Linked DNA regions of Mus musculus: region 1 is linked to region 2. The links are chromatin contacts, called in public HiChIP or PLAC-seq maps. All regions are on one chromosome and are shown on one strand. Each heading gives the region's core, a stretch centred on a gene start, on an enhancer-like site or on the middle of the called end of the contact. The rest is flanking DNA. Distances are from core to core; before and after follow the strand shown.

What was found. HiChIP or PLAC-seq counts read pairs in DNA pulled down with a chosen protein or histone mark.
Region 1: an H3K27ac HiChIP or PLAC-seq map of embryonic stem cells shows a contact between it and region 2, with 18 read pairs. The contact joins two enhancer-like sites. A contact is called at or near these places in 1 of 39 promoter capture datasets (hematopoietic stem and progenitor cells), 3 of 484 Hi-C or Micro-C datasets (bone marrow-derived macrophages, hematopoietic stem and progenitor cells and rod photoreceptor), 4 of 115 datasets of contacts at active chromatin or transcription factors (the HPC-7 cell line, bone marrow-derived macrophages and embryonic stem cells) and 3 of 9 other capture datasets (adipose tissue, liver and pancreatic islet).

What each region holds. Positions count from the first base shown.
Region 1 is chr1:134,431,921-134,438,566 of GRCm38.p6, forward strand. Adipor1 (adiponectin receptor 1) reads left to right here. Exons shown (of 8, transcript NM_028320.4): 8 at 1-1,431. Among named protein-coding and RNA genes, the nearest start is that of Adipor1, 20 kb to the left of the region's middle. Within about 2 kb of position 3,656, at least 26 of the 459 cell types and tissues checked have an H3K27ac peak or open chromatin away from gene starts, as enhancers often do. A contact at or near this core is called in embryonic stem cells, where this site is marked.
Region 2 is chr1:134,569,048-134,575,888 of GRCm38.p6, forward strand. The region is part of intron 1 of Kdm5b (lysine (K)-specific demethylase 5B); the gene reads left to right. Among named protein-coding and RNA genes, the nearest start is that of Kdm5b, 12 kb to the left of the region's middle. Within about 2 kb of position 1,729, at least 8 of the 459 cell types and tissues checked have an H3K27ac peak or open chromatin away from gene starts, as enhancers often do. A contact at or near this core is called in embryonic stem cells, where this site is marked.

The DNA.
Region 1 (6,646 bases), core at 2,406-4,905, 140 kb before region 2:
ATTCCTCCAGCCATTTTGGGAAAAAAAAAATTATGAACTGGGATTCTTCAGAAATTATGTTTTGTTTTTTCTTGAAGAAAATATCCCCCCCTTACCCCCGTCCTTACTTTGTAACCTGGCTGATAACGGGCCATCCATTTTTGTAGCACACTTTTCAGAAACAATTATAACCTGGTCCCATCTTTCTAGGACAAACAAAGCCACGCCTTGATGTAGCCCGGCTAATCATGGAAGTACGTCCAGGCTTCAAATAACTTGAGTTTAAATCCTTTTTTTTTTTTTTCTTGGCAGAGTAATGTAAAATTAAAATGGGGAAGATATTTAATATTTAATACTAAGCTTTAAAAAGAAACCTGCTATCACTGCTATGTATCTTGATGCAAAGACTATGGTGATAATAAAAGAAAGTATAGACAACGCTTGGCATTCAAAGAGTTAACTGTGTTGTCTCCACTGTTTGCACACAACTCCTGAGGCTCGAGGTTTCTGAGGACTCAGCTTCTACTGAGATACAAATCGGAATCATACCAGCAGTGAGACGGGTGTGGTCAGCGAATGAGCATAACTCAGTTCCTAACCTCTCATCTCTAATACAACTTAGTACCATACAGACTCCTGATTAGTGTCCCTCAGATGGTAGAGTGTGTGCCTAGCACCCACAAAGCCCTGGGTTTCGTCACCATTATCAGATAAACCAGGAATGGTAGGTCATGCCTATAACACCAATACCAAGGAGATTGGTATATACATGAGACTGTCTCAGAAAGGAAAATCACTGTGTTACCATAGTATTTTTGGTTTTTCGAGACATGGTCTCTGTGTAGCATTGGCTGTCTTAGAACTGACCCTGTAGACCAGGCTGGCCTCAAACTCTCAGAGATCCCCCTGCATCCACCTCCCAAGTGTTGGGATTAAAGGCATGTGGCACCACTGCCTAGTATAGACTATGAGAGTCTCCAGTGTTGAGGCATACCCTAGAACTTAGTTTTAGTAACACTACCTTGTTGGTGCTAGAGAATCATTCAGTTACTGCTCGCTGGAGAGAAACCAGGGAAGGCGGCATGTGATTGTGCTCTCAGAGCTGAGGGCTCAGGCAGGTAGATCACTGCTCCCTACGCAGCAAACCTGCATAGTTGACTAGTTTCAGGGAATCGGACAGTGCTTCCAGAACAATTCTTGAGTGTAACCTCCCCTCCTCGGCCTGAAATCTGGCTGATCAGGTTTGACTGTTAGTGCTAGGAGAGCATCAGGGGTGGAGCCTGCCACCCTATCGGTCTGCCACTCCCACTGCTACTGCCTGCCTTCTAGCGGTTCCGGAGCCGACTTGAGGTCACCTGAAACTGGACTCCAAGGATGATTTGGCTGGAATGGGCCCCTCCCCCTTCTTCATAACCCAGTGTCTCTGAATAGTAAAATTGAACCTTGATCAAACTGATGTCTTGGTTCCATTCTTTCCCGCGCCGCCTAGTTCCCTCTTCTCTTCCAGATTCCAAGATGCCTTCCAGGCTAGAACCCAGACATGTGGGCCACTGGCCGGCCTCAACACTTGAGGGTATTGGCCTGAATGTCTGTACTCCTTCATATACACCCACCCACCTACCTGCAGAAGCCCACCTTGTTTACTGTGATTGTCTCACCAAAGAGTAACTTACTATTTCGTGCCTTTGTGAATTATACTGAACCTGATTAAGAGGTTCAATTCATTGGGTAGTGTAAGCTGGTAGTGACTCAGCACATAAGGGGGGGGAGGGGGGGAGCCAGGAATCACACAGTGTAACTGTATAACACTATGTACAAAGTTTCAACTGAGGACAAGTGATCCTTTGAAGAAACAATTTAGCCCAGCATGGTGATACACGCCTTTAATAGCAGCCGAGCCAGAAGCAGAAAAGTCTGTGAGTTCTAGGACAGCTAAGATTACACGGACCCTGTCTCCAAAACAAAAACAGAAACAGTTCACCTAGGCCAAGAAACAAAATGTTTCTTAGTCTCAAGTGATAACCCAGGGAATAGAAATTAAAAGCAAAGGGGCAAAGGAGGGTGTGGCGGTGCATGCGTCTCACCTCCGCTCCACCAGGGCCAACACTGTGATCTGGTCTCAAGTGAAGAAGACAGAAAAGAAGAAACCGTTTCCCTCCAAGTGCATAGCATAGTTAGAGTCAGGCCTCACACTGGATGTGAACCAGGGATGGTCTTGAACTCTTGGTTCTCCTGCCTCTACCTCCTTAATCCTGGGATTACAGGCATTCACCACACCCTCTAAAAATCACACCCTATCCCAGGTGTAAGTCTCCTCTTCATCTGTCATTTATAGTCTATGAAATACATTTATTTGCTATTTGTAATATTTGAAATTATCATTATTTTCAGGACAGGGTTTCTCTGTGTACTCCTGACTCTCCTGGACTCACTTTGTAGACCAGGTTGGCCTTGAACTCGCAGAGATCCAAGTGCTGGGATTACAGGCATGCACCACCATGCCCGGCTTAATATTTTAGTCTTCTGGTCAGTTGGATTCTATAACCACAACCTCATGGGGAGTAGCCAGTTCTCATCTTAGGGAACAGCCTTTCGTGTACAGATAATTATGACAAGTGATTTCATTTGCTTATTTTACTATGATCAGATACTAGTTGGGGGAAGCAAATTTCCAGTCATTACAGAAGAAATTAGAATTGTAGTTCTAAATTTTACCCAACAAAATTATCCTTTCTCCATGTACTAAATAGTAGCGACAGAGATACAAATAGGAAACCAGAGTTGTGAGAAGTCAGGATTCTATAGATTTTGTGAACATAACATTCTATTGTCAGAGAAGAAAAGGAGGCTCCAATCTACTCTTTCATCTACTTCCCATAACACAGGTATTGTTTAGTATTTTTGTTTTCAATTCTTGTTAACTGTACTATGGGACCCCTGAGGATTCATTTCATCAGAAAACATGGGCCTTTAAAGTCTTTCAGATCATGTGTTTGTCAGGGTTGGTTAGAGTCACAGAACTTATGGAAGGTCTCTATATTGAGAGATTGAGGGAATTTATTGTAATGGCTTACACTCTCTAGTCCAACTAACCCAACAATGGGCAGCTGTGGATGGGAAGTCCAAGAATCTAGTAGTTGCTCAGTCCCTCGGGTTAGTTGTTTGAGCTGCTCTTCTGTAGAAGTAGGTTCCCACAGATGTGCTGGCTAGTAGGTGCAAGCAGGTATAGAGTGAGTCTTCCTTCTCCCAATACCCTTATGTAGGCCTCCAACAGAAGGTGTAGCCCAGATTAAAGGTGTTTACCACCACCCCTGGAATCTGAGACTTGCTTTGTCCCAGGCTGACCTTGAACTCAGAGGTCTGCTTGCCTCAGTCTCCTGGAATTACTTACTAAGCTTTTCATGGCCATTGTGCCTCAAGATCTCCATGTCAAGATCCAGGTCAGAAACTTGTATCTTCCAGCCTCAAGATCTGGGTCACAGGTGAGCCCTCCACTTCTGGACTACAGTTCATTCCAGATAGAGTCAAGTTGACAACCAGGAATAGCCACCACAGGTTATAACTTGGGTTTGTTTGTTTGTTTTTTTTTTTTTTACTTTTACTTTATGTATATGAGTGAGTGCACACGTATCTGCCATGTACGTGTAGTACCTAGGGAAGCCAGAAGAGGGAGTCAGATTCCCCGAAACTGGAGTTACAGATGGTTGAGAACCAGCGGGTGGGGTGCCAGGAAGTTAGGTCCTGTGAAAGAACAGGAAGTGTTCTGACCCACTGAACTCTCTCCAGCTCCAAGTCCCACTTTTTAGACTTTCTTTGTTGGGTTTTGGTTCTGTGGGTGTTTTGTTTCTGTTTTGTTTTTGAGACAGGGTCTAACTCTGCAGCCCTGGCTGGCCTGAAATTTGCTATGTAGATCAGACTGGCCTCAAATTCATGGGGATTCATCTTCTGCCTCTCAAGTGCTGGGATCAAAGGTATGTGCTACGACTCCTTACAAATTGTCTTTCTTTTTCAATTAACACTTTATCAATATATCCTGTCTTTCAACATTTTGTTTTGTTTGTCAGTTTTTTGGGTTGTTTTGTTGTTGTTGTTGTTTTCATTTTTTTGAGTCAGGTTTCAATGTTCTGGACTTGATTTATAGACCAGGCTGGCCTCAGACTCACATAGATCCACCTGCCTCGACTCCCTGGTACTGGAACTAAATCCATGTACCGCCACACTGGACTTCTAACATAAAATTTAAAGGTATGTCCTTTAGTATTTTTAGCAAATACAGCATGTTCTGAAATAGACTATTATGCCTCCAAAGAGGGTTTTTCTTTTCTTTCTTTTTTTTTTTTTTGGCTCTAATATTGAGTCCGTTTGACTTTAAAACAACAAAAAACCCCATAATGTTACCGTTGGAAACTAGTGGTCTTGTAAGGTTTGGATAAAAATCACCTGGAATTTTAGTATATCTCTTATTAATAAGAGTGAATAGAGCAGCGTTACTGCCCAGATTGTTAATTTGTTATATTTTTACCTGCTTTATTATCAGTAAGTCACTGTTATCCACGTGGTTGGAACTGGTTATTGTGTCCCCTTTTTATTACTAGGGAGATGATTATGTATTTATTTGGTTGTAGGAATTTGAATGTAAATAGAAATACCTCCCCACACCCCATGAAGTTTTCTTTGGAAGATTTAAAAGAGGTTTGTGTTCATTTAAAAACTGGATTATTTCTGAATTATACTGAACGACAACCCTTCTATGAAGTTAGTAAACTTTTTGAATCTTTTTTCACATGGAGATTTGGTTTTAGTATATGATTTGGGGATGTCAAAGCTCTTAAATAAGAAAGATCTTAACAGTGTGCTGTGGGAGAATGAAAAACGTGTAAAGCTGTCGAGTCCCCAGCTTGCCTGCTACCTATGTGGATGTGTTCCCCAGGAGAATCAGCCCACGTGGGAAGTGAGAAATAAGACTCATGTGCTTAAGTCCTGATGTTCTGCAGCACCTGAGGAGTTAACTACTTGTAGGACCCTTCTTATCCAGGCTGGCCTGGTCTTTGTTCATTCGCTGTGTTGTCTTTCCCAACAGAGTCATCTGATCTTAGCTGTGGCTCACTTAGTCCCTGTCCTCTGAAAGCTCACCATGAAAATTTTCTATAACCAAGTCTTTTCTTTGGTTGGTTGGTTTTTTTTGAGACAGGGTTTCTCTGTATAGCCCTGGCTGTCCTGGAACTCACTTTGTAGACCAGGCTGGCCTCGAACTCAGAAATCCACCTGCCTCTGCCTCCCGAGTGCTGGGATTAAAGGCATGCACCACGATGCCCAGCTCTCTATAACCAAGTCTTAACTTATTAATTACCATACTAAACATCCCTTATAATGTGTGATGTCTTCCTTTAGGAGAGATGGCTTATGTAGGTAGCTCTTGGCTTGGTCCGTTTCATAAGAGTCCCTTTATAAAGAAGTATGTCATGGTTTCCAATGGGGGTAAAACTTAGAAAAACAAATGAGAATGTTTTTAGCTAAAGAAGCCAAACACTAGGGCCTGGAGAGATGGCTCAGCAGTTAAGAGCACTGGCTGCTCTTCCAAAGGGCAACGGTTCAGTTCCCAGCAACCACATGATACCTCATACCTGTCTATACTTCCAGTTTGAGGGGATTATCACCCTCAGACATACATGCAGGCAGAACACCAATATATAAAATAGATAAACTATTACAATAAAGCTCTGAGCTTTGGTCACTTCTGACAGTTAATTTTGTTGGTGCCACATGTCCATTTAATCCATCCCAGGTATAAGCACAATGAATACATTTACTTATTGAGTAGGATTGGCCCAAGTGGCAAAATCCCCTTTTAAGATTTATTTTTAAGCTAGGTGTGTTGATGGTGCAACAACTTTAATCCCAGTGCTAGTGAGGCAGGGGCAGGTGGTTCATTTGAGTCCAGCATAGTCTAGACAGTGAGTTTCTGAACAGCTAGGTCTACACAGAGAAACCCTATCTTGAAAAAATTTTTAAAAGATTTATTTTATTGTGGCGGGAGGGGGGACTTTGGCGCACACACATGTCACTTTGGGAACTTATAGATGTCCCATGTATGTGGGTGCCAGCAGAGGCCAGAAAGGGGAGTTTGGATTCCTCGAAGCGGAAGATGTATGCAGTTGTGAGCTGGCAGACCTGGTGCTGGGAACAAAACTCAAATCCTCTGAAAGAACAGCAAGCACTCAGAAACACTGAGCCATCTCTCCAGCACCATGAATAAGTCTTTGTAATAGAATTTTTCCTACTACTGCGATGGTGGCTTTTCTGGCAGAGGAAGACTTCAAATCAGTCCAAAAGCATGCAAATTTAGCATTGGGATCTATTTTAGCTTTAAGTAGGAAAATTTGGATAAAATCTTATCATCAGGTATCAAACATTTCATATAAGAATGGGATAGAACAGAATTCTTGTTCTTCAACCCAGTCTTTAAGAATGGAAATGTACAGTGTAGTGGAAAGTTGGGCTTTACTTTTGTGGTGGATTTGACTAGGAATGGTCCCCAGAGCCTCATAAATTTGAATGCTTGGCCATTAGGGAGTGGTGCTACTGGACAGGGGTTAGGGGGTGTGGCCTTATTGGAGGAAGTGGTCATAGGGGGCGGACTTTGGGGTTTCAAATATTCAAGCCAGTA
Region 2 (6,841 bases), core at 479-2,978:
TTGGAATAACAGTGTTGGTGGATATCCTGCTTGAGGTACTGGTTCTGGGATCAGAACCCCAGTTCTCATGATTGTGCAACAAGTGCTTTTAACTGCCGAGCCATTTGCTCCAGCACTGTTGCGTTATTCTTGAGACAGGGTCTTACTGTGCAGTTCAGGCTAACATCTTGGTTGATTCAGGTGTAGATTTTCTCAGTACCTGAATCTTTAATTTGAAGCCTGCCGGATCTATAACTGAAAAACAATTTGTGTATGTGTGTGTGTGCGCGCGCATGCACACACACCTGTATAGTAACAGCAATTGAACTAGGGCCTCACTCTTGCTAGGCAAGCATTGTGCCAGTGAGCTACAGCCCCAGCACATCTGCCACTTTCTGTGTCACAGTGTTTTAAAAAATAGACAAACTTTTTCAATGAAAGTAACTAGAATTCGCAATCAGAAAAACTTGGAACTCTGAGTCTGGAGATTTATGGATCTTATAAAGAACCCCATTGGGTTCCTAGTGCCCATGTCAGGCTTCTAACTGCCTATAATGCCAGCTCCAGGAGTCCAACTCCTCAGACTTCCAGGGACATTTGAAGTCACATGCATATAGAGACACATAACTAAAGCCTTGGAATTATGTAGTCTCTTCTATTACTTCTTAGGTGGACCTATATTTTATATTTTACTTCTCTTTGGTGGGCCTATGCATTGTATACTTTTACTGTGTTTTTACTACTATGCTTTTGTGAGTGTATGTATTAGTCTTAAGTCAAACTTAATAATGTTTTCTAGATGTATGTAAGTACTGTCCAGCTGAAGGGATGGCTTGCTCATTTGATACAATGCTTGTCTGTATGAAATATGAGAGCCTGAGTTTGAGACCAAGAAATATACAAAATCTGGCTGTGTGTAGTAGCCTATTCTGGTCATACTGTTCATTGCTGGGGAAGCAGAGAACACAGGAAGGTGCTTGGGGCTCACTAGCCTATCAGTCTAGCCTAATTGTCTAATTATCAGTCTAGCTGCTAGGTCAACCTGACACTTTTTTTTTTTTCCTCCAGAGACAGGGTTTCTCTGTATAGTCCTGGAACCCACTTTGTAGACCAGGCTGGCCTCGAACTCAGAAATCCACCTGCCTCTGCCTCCCAAGTGCTGGGATTAAAGGCGTGCACCACCACGCCCGACTCCTGACATTCTTTTTAAAGGAGTTAAATGTTATTTCAAAGGAATTGACTGTCCTCTCTGACCTCATACACTCCTCAACACATGTGCACCTGCATACATACACACTCATTACAGAGACACTTCGATGATAGTAAGGCCTGCCTGCTCTTAGTGTGTTTGTGTATGTGCATGATGTGTGTGGGTGCACGTACTATGCCAGGCCGTGGAGGTCAGAGGGTAACTTTGTCAAGCTGATTCTCGCCCTCTACCTTCATATGGCTTCCAAGGATTGGTTTGTAAGGTAAAAACTTAACTGTGGAGTTACCACTAGAGCCCGCCCCATCCATGTACTAAGTTACGATCTATGTCTTCAAATGTTAGGCATTTTAGTTGGTATCTCGTAGTTTGGCTAGGTTCTTTTTCTGTGTTCTCCATGTGGCCAGTCCTCAACATTCCATCTCCGGTTCTTTGTCTAGGATTAAGATATCATCCTTATTCAGGCCTTGTTTAGGCAGTCGTGTTGAAGAGTCTCTATGGGTGTAGCTTCTCTTACCAAACTTCCTATTCTTCTGGTTCTTAAGAGGTCTCCCACTTCCTGCTGCTATGATTCCTGACCCTTTTGTTCAGCAGTTGTGTTGCAGATGTATCAGTTGGGCTGGGCACCGCACTTGTTCTTTGCACTTTGAGAGGCTGTAGTTTTCTGTAGTGATCTCTCTGTTGGTGTCTCTTTGAGAGATGAGACCCACACTGATCTTTTTCTTAATGTCCTGTGTGACATTGACATGTATCCTGTAGGCTACAGTTGTGAAACACTGTTTTACTCTAATTGTATAATGCCAGGAACAGAACAAATCCCCGCTACACCTCCATACTTAGAGAGCTTTAGGCAGGAGTCTCCTGGTTTCTGTGTGGTTGTACCAGGTCATCATTTGGAGATATTTCAGCCAGATGGCAACTTCTCTTCTTTGCCAGACTATATTTGAAGGTAGAAGACAAAGTAGGTTCTCTTTCTTCACATCTATACTCTGGTCCTTGTGTGTGTGTGTGTGTATGTGTGTGTGTGGGGCAAGGAGGAAGAGTGGAGAATGGAAAAGGTGTGTTTTTTGAAGTATAACCTCTACTTTGTAAAATTCAAAGTATTTAAGATTCTCTTCCTTGAGGCACCCATCCACTATGATGCTGTATTTGGACAAATTGAGAAGAGTCACTAGATTTTCCAGTATGAGGAGAGATAGCTTCAGGGATATGTAGAGATTGGGTTTTGATTTTATTTTTTTATACTTAAATTGTATTCATTCTCTTAGTTTTTTCTTTCATTGTTAATCTGTCTTTTACTATTTTCTGTTTGTAAAATATGTCTTTGCTATAAATAATGGGTAATTGTTATCAGATTTTTTTCTTTTTTAGAGAACAGTGTTTAGGATTTGGTTTGGGTGTGGTGTGTGTTTTGTGTGTGCATGCACCACACACACGTGCATAGGACATTCTTAGGCATCTAGTAAATGAAAACTTGAAGAGAAAAAGTTATTTAGTAAAATAAAAATTTCCTGGCTTCTGGTGACATTTTCATTATTACGTTATCCTGGACCCAGACTATTTTCAGAGTTTTTTTTAGCTTGCTTATAAAAGCAAAATAATGCTGACCCATCTTTACATCCTGAAGTTGGAAGGAAAGAGATAGTGTGTGGTGGAACTAGGATTTGAGCCTAGACAATGAAGGACTTTAGTTAGTGATCATTTATTAAGAATAAAGAAATAGAGACATGATCTAACTTTGCAGCCCTGTCTGGTCTGAAACTCGTCCTGCTGGCATGAAGCTCTGTCTGCTTCTGCCTCAGGAGAAGCCACGGCACCCAGTGGCTTTCTCTTCTTTCTGTTTTTAAAGACTAATTTATCTTTTTAGTTTTTCAAGACTTTTTCCTCTATAGCTCTGGCTGCCCTGGAACTCTGTAGACTAGGCTGGCTTTGAACTCAGAGATCCAATTGCCTCTACTGCCATGAGTGCTGGGATTAAAGGGGTGTGCCAAGATTAATTTTTCTATAGCCCAGGCTGGCTTCAAACTCAGTTATCTCATCTTATGCAGGAGAGTATTCATGCTATTGTGTACAGCTTTTTTTTTTTTTTTCCTTTTTTTTGAGACAGGGTTTCTCTGTGTAGCTCTGGCTGTCCTGGAATTCACTCTGTAGACCAGGCTAGCCTTGAACTCAGAAATCCACCTGCCTTTGCCTCCCGAGTGCTGGGATTAAAGGCGTGCGCCACCGAGCCCGGCAATTTATTTATTTTTATTATATGTAAGTACACTGTCTTCAGACGCACCAGAAGAGGGCTCCAGATATTGTTACGGGTGGTTGTGTGGCTGCTGGGATTTGAACTCAGGACCTTTGGAAGAGCAGTCAGTGCTCTTAACCTCTGAGCCATCTCTCCAGCCCATGTACAGCTCTTTAATAGGTTTAATAAATGCAGCTTTTCCTTTCTGGTCACTGAAATATAAAGACATGGCAATAGTAAGGTACAGATACAGAACGTTAGAGTGTCATTTTGTATTTTTAGGGAGTCCTAACTGGCCTTGAACTCTTAACAGAGAGTGACTTGGAGCTCCTGATTCTAATGCTGCTAATATTAGGACATAAACGACAACAACAGAAACCACAAAACAAGCAGAAAAGAAAGTGTGTATGTGTGTGTGTGTGTGTGTTCATGTGCACGGGGTACATATGATCATCAGAGCTGCAGTCACCTCAGCTTGTCAGGTTTGACAGATGCTTTTATCCACTGAGATATCACTTATACAGTGGATCATTGATACCAAACAGCCGTTTAAATGATGGCCAGTTCCTTTGGCTGCAGTTTTTTCATATTTTAGGCTAATAACTTATTTTGGAAATGTAGCAGTGGATGGAAGAAGTAAACAACTGAAAGTTGGAGACAGCGTTTAACCAGCGTGATGGAAGGAAGCTGCTGTTGGATGGCAGGGAAATGCCCACTTACATCTTTAATTGGGCATGCTCATTACATCCTTTTCACAGCGATGCTTACAGACTGTAATCCTACACTTGACAGGCTGAGTCAGGAGGATTGTGAGCCCCTGAACTATGTATGACCAGGAAACTTTGCCTCAGAAAAAAAGAACCAAAAATAAACAAAAAATAAGCGGGTGGGTGCCTTAGTGTATTTGTGCTGCTATAACAAAATATTTGATAAGGATACTTTATAAGTAGTAGTAGTAGTACAAATTCTTTTTAAATTGTCAAAGCTGGCAATTGTAGATTAGACTCTCCTGGGTTTCCTGTCTTACAAGGGCAAGCTAGGTCTCTATACTCAAGTATAGAGTAGTAGAAGGAGATCTAGACTCCTAGGAGATAAGAATAAGAGAAAGAGCCTGTGTGTGTGGGGGGGGGGAGGGAGGAGAGAGAGAGAGAGGGAGGAAGAAGAGGGGGAGGAGGAGGGGGAAGGAGGGAGGGAGGGAGAGAGGGAGAGAAAAGGAGAGAGCAGGGAGCCCAAATTGTCTGGGTTGGAAAATTTAAGGTTGGGGGCAGGGTGTGCTAGGTAGGGACTGAAGGATGCTGGGAGAACCTGGAGACCAGGTCTGCTTTGATATGTAAAATATGCACCCCAGTCCCTTGTCCCAGTGGTGTATAACCAAACAGGTTTAAATTCAGTACTATTTGGGATCATACATGTTTATTTAAAATAATTGTCTCCATCCTTAATGTTAGCATTACATTTAATTTACCAAACGTGTAGCAGGGCTAAATCTCTATACTTCAGAAGAAAGTAACGCAACTTTTTTGTTTTTGATGCTTTTATTTTTATTTTATATACATTGATTGGTATTTTGCTTGCACATGTCCGCGGGTGTCAGTCAGATCCCCTGTTTTTGTAAGATGCCACATGGGTTCTGAGTGTCCTGGAAGAGCAGCCAGTGCTCTTAACTGCTGAGTCATATCTTCAGCCCTACTGTCTTTATTTTTAATTAATTATTTTTTGTTTTGTTTTTCAAGACGGGTTTTTTCTCTGTTTAGCCTTGGCTGTCCTGCAACTCAATTTACAGATTAGGCTGGCTTGGAACACAGAGATACACCACCACTGCCCAGCTTGGTTTATATTTTTGAGACAAAGTCTCACAATATATATATATATATATATGTAGACTAGTCTGGCCTTGAGCTCATAGGCTAGACTATCTCTGCTTCTCTAGTGCTGGGATTAAAGGCATCAATTCATTGGGAAAAAAAAAAGGTTGTTTTTTTTTTTTTTTTTTTTTTTTTTTTTTGGATAGCTTCTTATTCTGTAGCCCAGGCTGGACAGGCACCTAGGCTGGCTTTGAACTTCTCTGAGCTGACACTCTTTCTCTCCCAACTTTCTGAATGCTGGGATTAAGCCATACCTGATTTAGCTAGCTGACTTGTTTTTGTTGGAGAATACACACACACACACACACACACACACACACACACACTTGGCAGTGCTTGTAACCACTCAGTCATCTCTCAGTCCCTGGTTTATGCATTTTATATATTTTATTTGTTTTAGTTTTTCCAGACAGGATTTCTCTGTGTAGCCCTAGCTGTCCTGGAACTGGGACTTGAACTCCTCCTGTTTCTATTACCAAGTAGTAGGATTAAAGGCCTGCCACCTTTAAAAAAAAATTTTTTTTTTAAATTCTTGTACATGAAGTGCTTCTCCTTAAGGCAGAGTTCAAGAGATCAGCATTGAAAATGAGGAAGACAAGGATTTTTTTTTTAAAGCTCAGGGGTAAGGGGTTTCCGAATGGAAAATAGGAAATAGGGGATTTGGCAGGCAAATAGGTTGTGTTACCTGGGCAGAGCATTGGGTATAAAAAGTTAGTTTCAACGACCTCCTGAACAAAGACATGATTGCACAGTAGGCGTGATGCACAGCATAGCAAGGTGGTCACAGAACCTTTGAAATAAAGAAAGGGTTGCAAGATGGTTATGAACAACGTTGTAAAACAAAGACATGATTGCTATTCCTGGAACAGGCAAGTACAGAACCGTTTGTAGTTAAGGGTTACAGTAGGGCATAGCCCAATTCTTGAGAAACATGTTTAATTATAAACAGGTATGAACCTAGTTTGTCTTTTGTTTTGTTTTGTGTGTTTTTTTTTTTTTTTTTTTTTTTTTTTTGGTTTTTTTCTTTTGAGACAGGGTTTCTCTGTATAGCAGACCAGGCTGGCCTCGAACTCAAATCTACCTGCCTCTGCTTTTCAAGTGCTGGGATTAAAGGTGTGCGCCACCACTGCCTGGCTAGTTTGTCTTTACGATGGCTTTTCAGTTTAGGATGGAGGCAGGTGCTTCTTCAAAGAGCAGCTATCAAGCAGGAGTCAGTGGTGACATGGGTCTCTCTTGGTTTTTTCTGCAGTGTATTCCAGGGTAGCTCACCTAACAAAGGGGCAATTCCCCTGTCTTTACCTTCCATCTCTGTGCAGGGATGCTGAGTCACAAATGTGTGCCACCTTCTCCAGCCTTGGGTTCCTTGGGTTGTATTTCGGTTGTTAGGTTTGTATAGCATGCACACTTACCATCTTCCCTAAATGTTCTTTGAGACTGAAGTTGTTTAAAGCTGAAGGTTTTGGGCCTCAGTGAATAAGGCTATCTGTCACCAAGCCTGGCAATTTGAGTTCAATTCCCAGAACCCAAACAATGGAAGGAGAGAATGGGATCCTTCTT